Regions from separate parts of the Delphinus delphis genome. Here region 1 is linked to region 2. The links are chromatin contacts, called in public Hi-C maps. All regions are on one chromosome and are shown on one strand. Each heading gives the region's core, a stretch centred on a gene start, on an enhancer-like site or on the middle of the called end of the contact. The rest is flanking DNA. Distances are from core to core; before and after follow the strand shown. Region 1 holds the start of DHX30 (DExH-box helicase 30). Region 2 holds the start of ELP6 (elongator acetyltransferase complex subunit 6).

What was found. Hi-C and Micro-C count contacts between places; a contact is called where the count stands out from the background.
Region 1: a Hi-C map of muscle shows a contact between it and region 2, with 5 times the contacts expected there. The contact joins the promoter of DHX30 here to the promoter of ELP6 in region 2. A contact is called at or near these places in 2 of 3 Hi-C or Micro-C datasets (lung and muscle).

What each region holds. Positions count from the first base shown.
Region 1 is chr10:64,165,313-64,169,912 of mDelDel1.2, forward strand. DHX30 (DExH-box helicase 30) reads left to right here and starts at 2,337. Exons shown (of 22, transcript XM_069541154.1): 1 at 2,337-2,426; 2 at 4,208-4,389. It overlaps LOC132431671 (a long non-coding RNA gene), which reads right to left and starts at 1,865. Exons shown (of 3, transcript XR_009520783.1): 1 at 1,595-1,865.
Region 2 is chr10:63,899,299-63,903,637 of mDelDel1.2, forward strand. It overlaps ELP6 (elongator acetyltransferase complex subunit 6), which reads right to left and starts at 2,269. Exons shown (of 8, transcript XM_060022371.1): 1 at 1,852-2,269; 2 at 1,761-1,849; 3 at 8-86. The coding sequence starts at 2,269.

The DNA.
Region 1 (4,600 bases), core at 1,087-3,586, 270 kb after region 2:
TGAGATCCTGTAAGCCTGAGAGGTGCGGCCAAAAAGAAAAAAAAGCGAAGTTGCAATTCTATTCCTCTGTATACACCAAAAGAATTGAAAACAAACAGGTATTCAAATACTTGTACACCAATGTTCACAGCAGCACTATTCTCAATAGGGCTACCACACACAGAAGAATAAACTAATAGAAGCTCAAAGTAGAGCCTTGAAGAATGAGTAGGAAACATCAGAAGAAGTGGAGAAGTTTCTAGACAGAGATGTTAGCAAAGAATGAAATCTAGGGACTGGACAGGGATGAGAAAAATAAGGCAGTAATGACTAGGAAGTAAGAGATAAAATATATGGGAGGGAAGGGAAAAGATAGACACTAACTGGCACTCACTTTGATATAAAATAGATCATTCTATCAGCCTCACCAGATACAGCCATTCATTAAGAGTCCAAGGTTCAAGAATAGGAAAAGACCTTCAGGGACAAAACTAAAAACATAAAATGTGCAAGAAGGAAAAAGTTTAGAATGTTCTACTTGTGCCTCTTGCAGTGCTGCCTCTAGCTTTTGATTTAAGACTTATTTGTATGCTTTTCTCATCCTCTCTTGCAGATTAGAATTTCCTTTGGAGCGGAGACCACGTCTTTATCACTTAACATTCACAACAGCACTTCAAACACAATCTGAATGAAGCTGAATCTATTATCTCCAACTTAATCATATTAACAGAGCATAATCCCTCCAGTCATTCCGGTACAAAGTCAGGTCTCCACACACCTGTGGCCAGGGACCAGCCTGGAGCTCTACAATCACCCTCTCCTTATCTTTCTTGTCTTTTTCACCGCTGAGCACAGTTCAACCCCTCATTACACTCATCAAATTAGTATCCTAGCTAATATTTTCCCAGCCAACTCTACCCTCACACTTCCAGAATAACGTCCCTAAAATACAGTATTTTACTCTCCTTAGAACCATAAAAATGTTACAAAAAATAATTGATTAAAAATAAAGTCAAAATCCTAGCGTAGCATTCCTGACTCTGCTTTTTCTGCTCTATCTCCTCTAAAGAACATTCACATACCCAGCCCTCTCTTCACACTGAACTATTGAATAGTTTTAGGATTTGCCCTTTGTTCCACCTGGATGCCCTTGCTCACATGGTTCTCCCTGGAATACTTTATACTTCCTCCCCAGCATTTATAACTTTCTTTTTGCTTTATGCAGGTTTTCATCTTCTCTACTAGGCCTTAAGACCCTTGGGGGCAGGGTCTTTGCATCCTCCACACCTGCCTATCAACTGCTATATATCAATATCCGTGCAAGGATCATCCCCACACGTCATAGCACCACGCCCTGCTCAAAATAGAGAATAATTTAAATGAATGAAGGTCCATGCTCCCCTCCCTCACCCTTCTGTCCAACGCAGAGAGAAAGTAAATAACAAATAGTTGTTGAATTTAATTGTTTGGACAAAAATGAAGGGATATGGCCACATCTTAAAAGCATATTCTAGGTCTTTCCAGCTCTAAAATCCTGACCCAGCTTCCGAGGTATCCCCCACCGAGATCTCTCCTTTTGAAATTGGATTCCACTGAACGCACACAGGAGCCTCACCTGGAGGACTGCTGCATATAACGTGGATAAGGCCCTTTCTCACTTCTGAGACGTGAGGGCGGAGGGGGAGGGGGCGGGACCTTCAGACCTGCCCAACAGCACTCCGAGCTTCAAGTGCCACCTTGTCCTTTCCCTAGCGTTGTACCGTTTACAACGCGCCATCACGTAGATTTCATCCTCGTAACAATCTCGTGAGGCAGAAATTCTCATCTCCCTAAAGAAACAAAATCAGAGATGGAGAAGAGAAGAGGCGTGGCAACGAGCCGCGGCGAGGAAGGCGGGTGGAAGCCCGGAGCGCGAGCTGGATTTCGTTCCTGGCTCAGCCCTGATCCGGCCTGTTCACTCGCAGCGGGAGGAGCGGGTCAGGCGCGCAGAGGACCCGAACGCCCTGCCGCTCTCACACTCCAGATGCTAACTCTGTGCGAGAGCCCAGACGCTCAGACTCGCTCCCTCAGCGCCCCCCAGGGCCCCCAGCGCGCCCGCCCCCTTCGTGACCCTGCCGGAAGTCCCGCCTCGCCCGCCGCGGCCGTCCCCCATTGGGCCCCGCGCCGGGGTCTCACCGCCGGTTGGCTGCTCGGCGGCGTGAGCCCTTGGCTGCCACTGCGGGCCCCAGGCGAGGGACCACATAGAGAGCCGCAGAGACGCGGGGTCCACCGCGGGAGGCGACGCTGGGGCCGCAGGGCGGGAGCGCCGCCGGCCGGCGGGACTTCCGCCACGGGACCCGGAAGGGGCCGCGCCGCCGCTGGTGGGAGTTGTAGTCCGGCCGTGGTTGGGGGGGGGGCCGCGGCTCATGCGCGGTGCACCGAGGCTTGTTTCACATCTGTAACAACAGGTGAATTGGGCTTTTGATTCTCCCTTTTCGTGCCCCATTGAGGAGCTTCCCGCGGCCGTGGGTGGTCAGCGCGAGGAGGGGTCCGGGTCCGACCGCCGGCTTGGCGGAGAGTGGGGCGGAGAAGCGGGCGGGCCGGAGGAGCAGGCCGGGCATCCGAGGCCTGCCCGGGAAGCCGGCCGGGCCGAGCCGTGAGCAACCAGGCCTCGGCCTGCTGTTGCCATGGAGCCGGGGCGGGGGCGGGGGCCCGACCGGTCCGCCAGGGCTGGCCTCGTAGCCAGGGGCACCGCGGGGGCCGCGGGAGAGGCCGCTTCATTGGCGCAACGACGCCTCCGCCTCAGGGGATGCTCTGTTTCCCGAGGCAGGGCCTGGAGGAAGCCCCCGGAGTGCCCTGGGACCTTTGTCTGCCCCCGTGCCGCCTGGACTGTTCGTCCACAAAGAGGCCTGATGCATTCTGGCCCCCCTGGTTTGCCCCCTTTTGCACCGACCTTGTCACTGGGGGAGGCCAAGGGGTGAGGTGTTCTTTGTTTGCTGGTGGTGACTTGCCCCGTTTCGCAGGGGAAGACCTAATGCATGTTGGGTCCTTTGTTTGCAGTGAACTGGAGTCCCAGGGGTCCTCAGAGCCCCTGAGCCAGGAGTATGGCGTTAGCATGCTGTCTAATTAGTCCTCGTGTAGCAACACTGGTCACCGTAATTGTGATTTTGCAAGGCAGAGGTTGTCCACTTTGCAGCCCCCATCCACAGGGGCTTGTCATACGCTGTAGCAAGTGGACTGCAGGTGGCCACTTGCAGATTCTCAACCTGTTTTTGGTTGCAACTTACTGGCCAGAGCGAAATGAGACTTTGATGGTTTCCCTTGCAGTTTCTTTAAAGGCGGTAATCCCGCCGTCATTGTGGGTCTTGACTACATTTTATAATTTACACTTAAATCTTGGAGTCTTGGAGTTTCCAGGAGGGAGAATTTTTTTTCCTGATGTAGTATTTGGGATTTATATAGTGGTCTTTATTTATGTAGCTGTTTTAGGTGCAGGAAGTACATCCTTTGCTGCATTTTCTTCCTATGTAGGTTGTCCCTTTACCCAAAAGATACTTACTCTCAAAGTGTTTTAATTTATGGAATCGTGGTCCAGAGTTTATCAAAGTTCTTTCCTCTTTCAACCTTTGAAGATGTCAGTATAAAATATTCTTTCAAAGAATGAATAGGCAACAGCATGATATCATGGAAACAGCATGATATCATGGAAATAAGTGGTATGGTATAAGCATGGAAAACTTTGGAGCTCAGTACCTTAACTGCAGGTTTGCATTCTGCCCTGAGGCAGTTATAGCATCTTGGGCAAGTTGTGTAAACTTCTCTGGGAAAATCTGCCTCAATTTCCTTCTCTGGGAAGGATATTTCCTACCTCACTAGGTAGTTGCATAGGTTAAGTGAGATAAAGTCTGTGGAAGTACTTTGTAAACTACAAAAATGGTACTTAGCATTCAATTTTGTTAATTTCCCAGTCTGGAAGAGCTTCTTTATCTACCTTAGATCGATTCATCTTATAGTCAGATGGGAGTAGAACTCAAAACTGAAGTAAGTTTTGCTCTGGGCTTGGAGAAAATGCTTTTGGGACTACACATCCCTCTTTACCATGACATATCTTTCTTGGTATCTTACAGGTGTGGATGTAGGGCAGCTCACAATTTGATGGGTATAGAGTGGGTCATGGCAGGTCCTGAAGTGAGGCCAAAGTGTACTGTGTGTGTTTCATGCCACTAACATAACTTGTCCTTGTTGTCAGAGTTAGTAGATGAATTTCAGTGGTCCGGAGCAACTTTCTTTCCCTGCGGGGGCCATCACTTTAGTGACCCAGCATTGTACTTCCCAGGAGGAGGCCCAGCCTCGTGATGAGGAATAGCAAAGAGAGAATTCAGCTCCAGTTCAAAAGCCCACAAAATCTGAGACTGTCACTGCTCTTGTAAGGTAAGTTGATCTAGCCATGCACACAAAGTAGTGGTGGGTCTCATGCCCAGCCACACTGTAAAGCAAAAGGCATGTATTGAATCCATTTGTGACTGTCTTGGAAGAAGGGCATCATTTTAAGTTATACCCTCTCTCTGTCCTTGAATCATCTCATAGTGATTCTGTCTGGAGTTAGGTTTCATTATGCAAGAAATCTGGACATAATATTATT
Region 2 (4,339 bases), core at 1,019-3,518:
TCCATACCTTTGAGATAGAAGGAGAGAAAGTGGTGCACAAGGAAACTGCCATCTGTCTTGGCATCACAGAGTAGAGTCAGTTTCCCCTAAAAGTTAAGAAGAACACAAAAAGATGAATTAGACTCCCAGGAAAGAGGTCAGCTGAGTGTCAAAATCTAGTCGGTTGTATCCACCCCTAAATTTCTACACCTGGAGACTCTGCGTGTGTGTGTGTGTGTGTGTGTGTGTGTGTGTGTGTGTATTTAACCACAAAAAGAAGAAAATAAGTCAAAATTATGGAAAAACCAATAATTAAAATGATTGGTATTAAGTCACTCATTATGGGCAAGCATATCTCAACCTCATAATTCCCAAGGCAATAAAGAACAGAATCCCTTCTCTTCCTCAACAGTCTTGGAGAGAATTAAATCCTGAACAAAGGAAGCTTTTATCATGGAATCCAACAAAAATCACTGACTGCCAAGATTTTAAGGGGTCTTCTAAATAGTCATCTGATCCAGCTTCCTCCCTATTTCTAATCCAGCTTCCTCCCTATTTCTAATCCAGCTTCCAATTCTGTCCCCTAAGTAGGGGAGAGTGAAGAAGTAGTTGTTGACAGAGGCTTCCAGTATCAAAGTCCTCCTCCCAAAGGCCCTGGAAAGTGCTTCAGGCAGAGCTTTGATCATGGAAAGCCCTGGAAAGACCTCTAACAATGGTCTCTGCAGGGCCTGGCTGCCCTGCTCCAGCCACCCCTAGTTCCTTCTCAGTGACAGGGAAGGTCGTCTCTGTGCTGTTGTGATTTTTTTCACTTATAAACTATGAAAGATCACACTAGCAGAACTTGAGGGTTAACCCTAGCGCCATCTGTCATTTCCTGGTGCCCACTTCTATCCTCCATTCCCTGCGGCCCTGGGCTTGGACTTTGGAGGTGCTAGTAGTAACTGGCAAGGTAACCAGCGCCATCTGGAGGCTTGGGCAGAGAAGAACTGCTGGGCAATTAAGATGCACAAGTATCCATTGAATACTATTTGCCAGGCATTAGGGAGTCATAAAAAGGCTTTCACACTTGGTCCCTTGTCTTTCTGGAAGAGCTTACCATTTCATCAGAAAGACAACAGCTATGAAATAAGTCAGGTATACTCCTAGGGGAGGTAACCCTTGGGCGAAAGCGTGGAAATTTTCGAAATGCCCTAGAGTGTGAGAAGGAGGGAGAAGAAAACAAGAGTAGCGAGCCTGTGGTGCCAAAGGTGGACTCCTACAATCCAACGTTGGCTGAGGGCAGCTTCAAAAAGCACTATTCGAGAACACGAGGAGGAAGAGGAGCAGCAGCATTCACTGCGATCTGCCGAGCGCTCCCGAGCCAGAGGGAGGCTCAGGGTGGTTAAGAAGCTGGTCCCACGTGATGGGTGGAGAGTCGAACTCTCCTCTCCTCTCCTCTCCTCTCAGGCAGCCTCTTTTGGGGCGCCGGAACTCCCACCACACTGAACACTCAAAGGGCTCGCCCAGTACACGTCTGTGAACTTAAGCCAATCCAAACGTTGGACATGCTTCCTATGGACTTTCAAGGGCACGCACGACCTTTGAGAAGGCGCCAGATGCCCACCTCCCACAAGCCCAAATGTCCAGGCCAGCCCCGGGCGGGCCCTCTTTGGACTACAACTCCCAGGCGCCCCGGGGTCCCCGGACGTCGCGTTATTTCTCACGGGTCCGCGTGCGCTTCCCGTACGGCCTTCCGCCACGCTCGCAGGACGCGCCCCCTTCCCGACCGTGCAATGTCTTACCTGCTCCGCCTGGTCAGGGGTGGTGTTGAGAAGGTTATTGAGTTCCGGGAACATTCCGAGCAACGGGAACGAGCACCCTAAACGAGAAATGGGGCTGCCGCGGAGACAGCGGAAGCTGAAGAGCAAAACCCATGCCACAAAACCGCGCGGAAGGAGCGCACATGCGCAACGCCGCTTCTAGGCGCCGGCCGCAGCCAATCGGGCGGGCGCCTTGACCCAGGCCGCATCCGGCGCACGCGCGGGGATGCGCATCCGGTCGGGGGACCGGGGCGCTGGGAGGTGCGGCTCCTTACCTGCGGGTCCCCAGCAGGGGCTTCCCCCCACCGAAGCCCCAGGAGACCGGTTTCTTCCTCCTTACCTTGACCGCTCTCTCTCCCCGGCCTGGGGCCTCCGGACAGTACGGCCTGTCGAGCTCCTGCGGCGTGCCCAACACTGCTAGAAGCTCGAGCTGCATCGGCGACCCAGACTGGCGAAGATGCCCTCCCTCGCGCAGAGCAGAAAACAAACATAATGAACACGGAATGATATATTGAAACGTTCTGTGGAAAAATGAAAAAGCAGGATAAGGGAGTAACGATGGAGTGGGGTTAAGTTTCGGAATTAAAGAGGTTGTCAACGTAGGGTCACTGACTAAGTGTGGTTGAAACACGCTGTGCAAGCTCCTCCTCGGGGCTTTTGCACTGTTTCCCCTTCCTCTACAGCTCTTTTCCTAGATACTCAGCCGTTCAAAAAATCCCCCACTTCTTTCAGATCTTTGCTCAGATGTCACTTTATCACCGAGGAGTTTCGTAAGCATCCTATTTAAATCGCAACAGCCCCTTCCCCAGCACCTCTTATCCTTTCCTTTTTTTTTTTCCATACCATTTATATCTAGTACACCATGTAGTTTTCTTCTAGCCCAATCAACCTCACATCCCCAGGGATAAACGTGTAATTCGAAGAAGTCAAGTTTATTTGATCATTACAGTGAGGGAGATAGCAAACAAGTGGAGCCCACGGCCTACCAACAAGCACAGGAGAAAGTTGTGTGAGGACCTGGGTTCAGGGGAAATTTAAATGAAGCAGTGTTTTGATGGGTTCGCATCAGAGCACAGCTGTCTAAAGAAAAAGTCAAAATGTGGCCTGTACTGCAAAGTAGCCCAGGGTTTCCATGGAAATGAGAAGATTAAGATAGATGTGGGGCTTCCCTGGTGGCGCAGTGGTTGAGAATCCGCCTTCCAATGTAGGGGACACGGGTTCGAGCCCTGGTCCAGGAAGGTCCCACATGCCTCGGAGCAACTAAGCCCGTGCACCACAACTACTGAGCCTGCGCTTTAGGGCCTGCGAGCCACAACTACTGAAGCCCGTGCGCCTAGAGCTCGTGCTCCGCAACAAGAGAAACCACTGCAATGAGAAGCCCGTGCATGGCAACGAAGACCCAACGCAGCCAAAAATAAAATATAAATAAATAAATTTATTTTTTAGAAAAAGATGTGGAATGTAGTCACTTATCTGAAGCTCTGCATCTAGGTTGGAAATGGAGGCCCCTGTCTCTATGTGTCAAAATCACTTAGATCCTCCAGCCAAGAGTGGATGTTTCATGATTACTGCTATGTGAGAAAGAGGAAAGCAGGCAGGGGCATCCAGGGGCTGCCCTGACACTCAAAGCTAGGTCTCCATGTTTTCCTGTCGAGTGTGAACAGTTTCACAAAACAACATCAGCTTCATTGTGATGAATAAAGACAAAACTACACAACTCCATCATAATGTTGACCACAGAACATGAACATTGTCTAAGACAAAACCGAAATATCCCCTTTCCCAGAAAATGAGTGCCGCTTCATACCAATAATACAGCCACACGTGAGTTAGACCACCCTATATATACTAAGACATATTAACATGGTGAACCATAGAATTTAATCCTATTGCTCAGCCATAAAAAGAATGAAATAATGCCATTGGTAGGAACATAGACAAACATAGAGATGACCATACAAAGTAAAATAAGAAAAATATCATATGATATCACTTATAGGTAGAAGTGAAAAATTGATGCAAATGAACTAATTTATAAAACAGAAGCAGAATCACACAAGGAGAAAAACTTAGGGTTACCAAACGGAAAAAGCGCAGTGAGAGGATTAAATAAGGAGGTTAGGATTAACATACACACTAATACATACAAAACAGATAAGCAAAGATGACCTACTGTACACCAGAGGGAGCTCTACTCAACACTCAGTAATAACCTACATAAAAAGAGAATCCGAAAAATAACAGATACATGAATATATACAACTGAATCACATTGCCATAGACCTACAACAACATGACAATTGTAAATCAACTATATGTCAACAGAAAATAAAAATTATTTTTAAAGAAAAGAAAGAAATGCCTATTCTATTCCAATCAGAGCTCGGCGACTGGGGCTGGTGTCACATCCCTAAAGCTTGAACAGACTTGGGTCAAAAGGCTGGACTGTCCTGGGGCTGAGGGAGCTGGGAAGGATGTGGTAGCAAAGCAGCCCCTGTTGGACTTGTAGTGACAGGTCCCCTCTGGATGGACCACAGCCTCTGGATTCTGGTGGGCCCTCC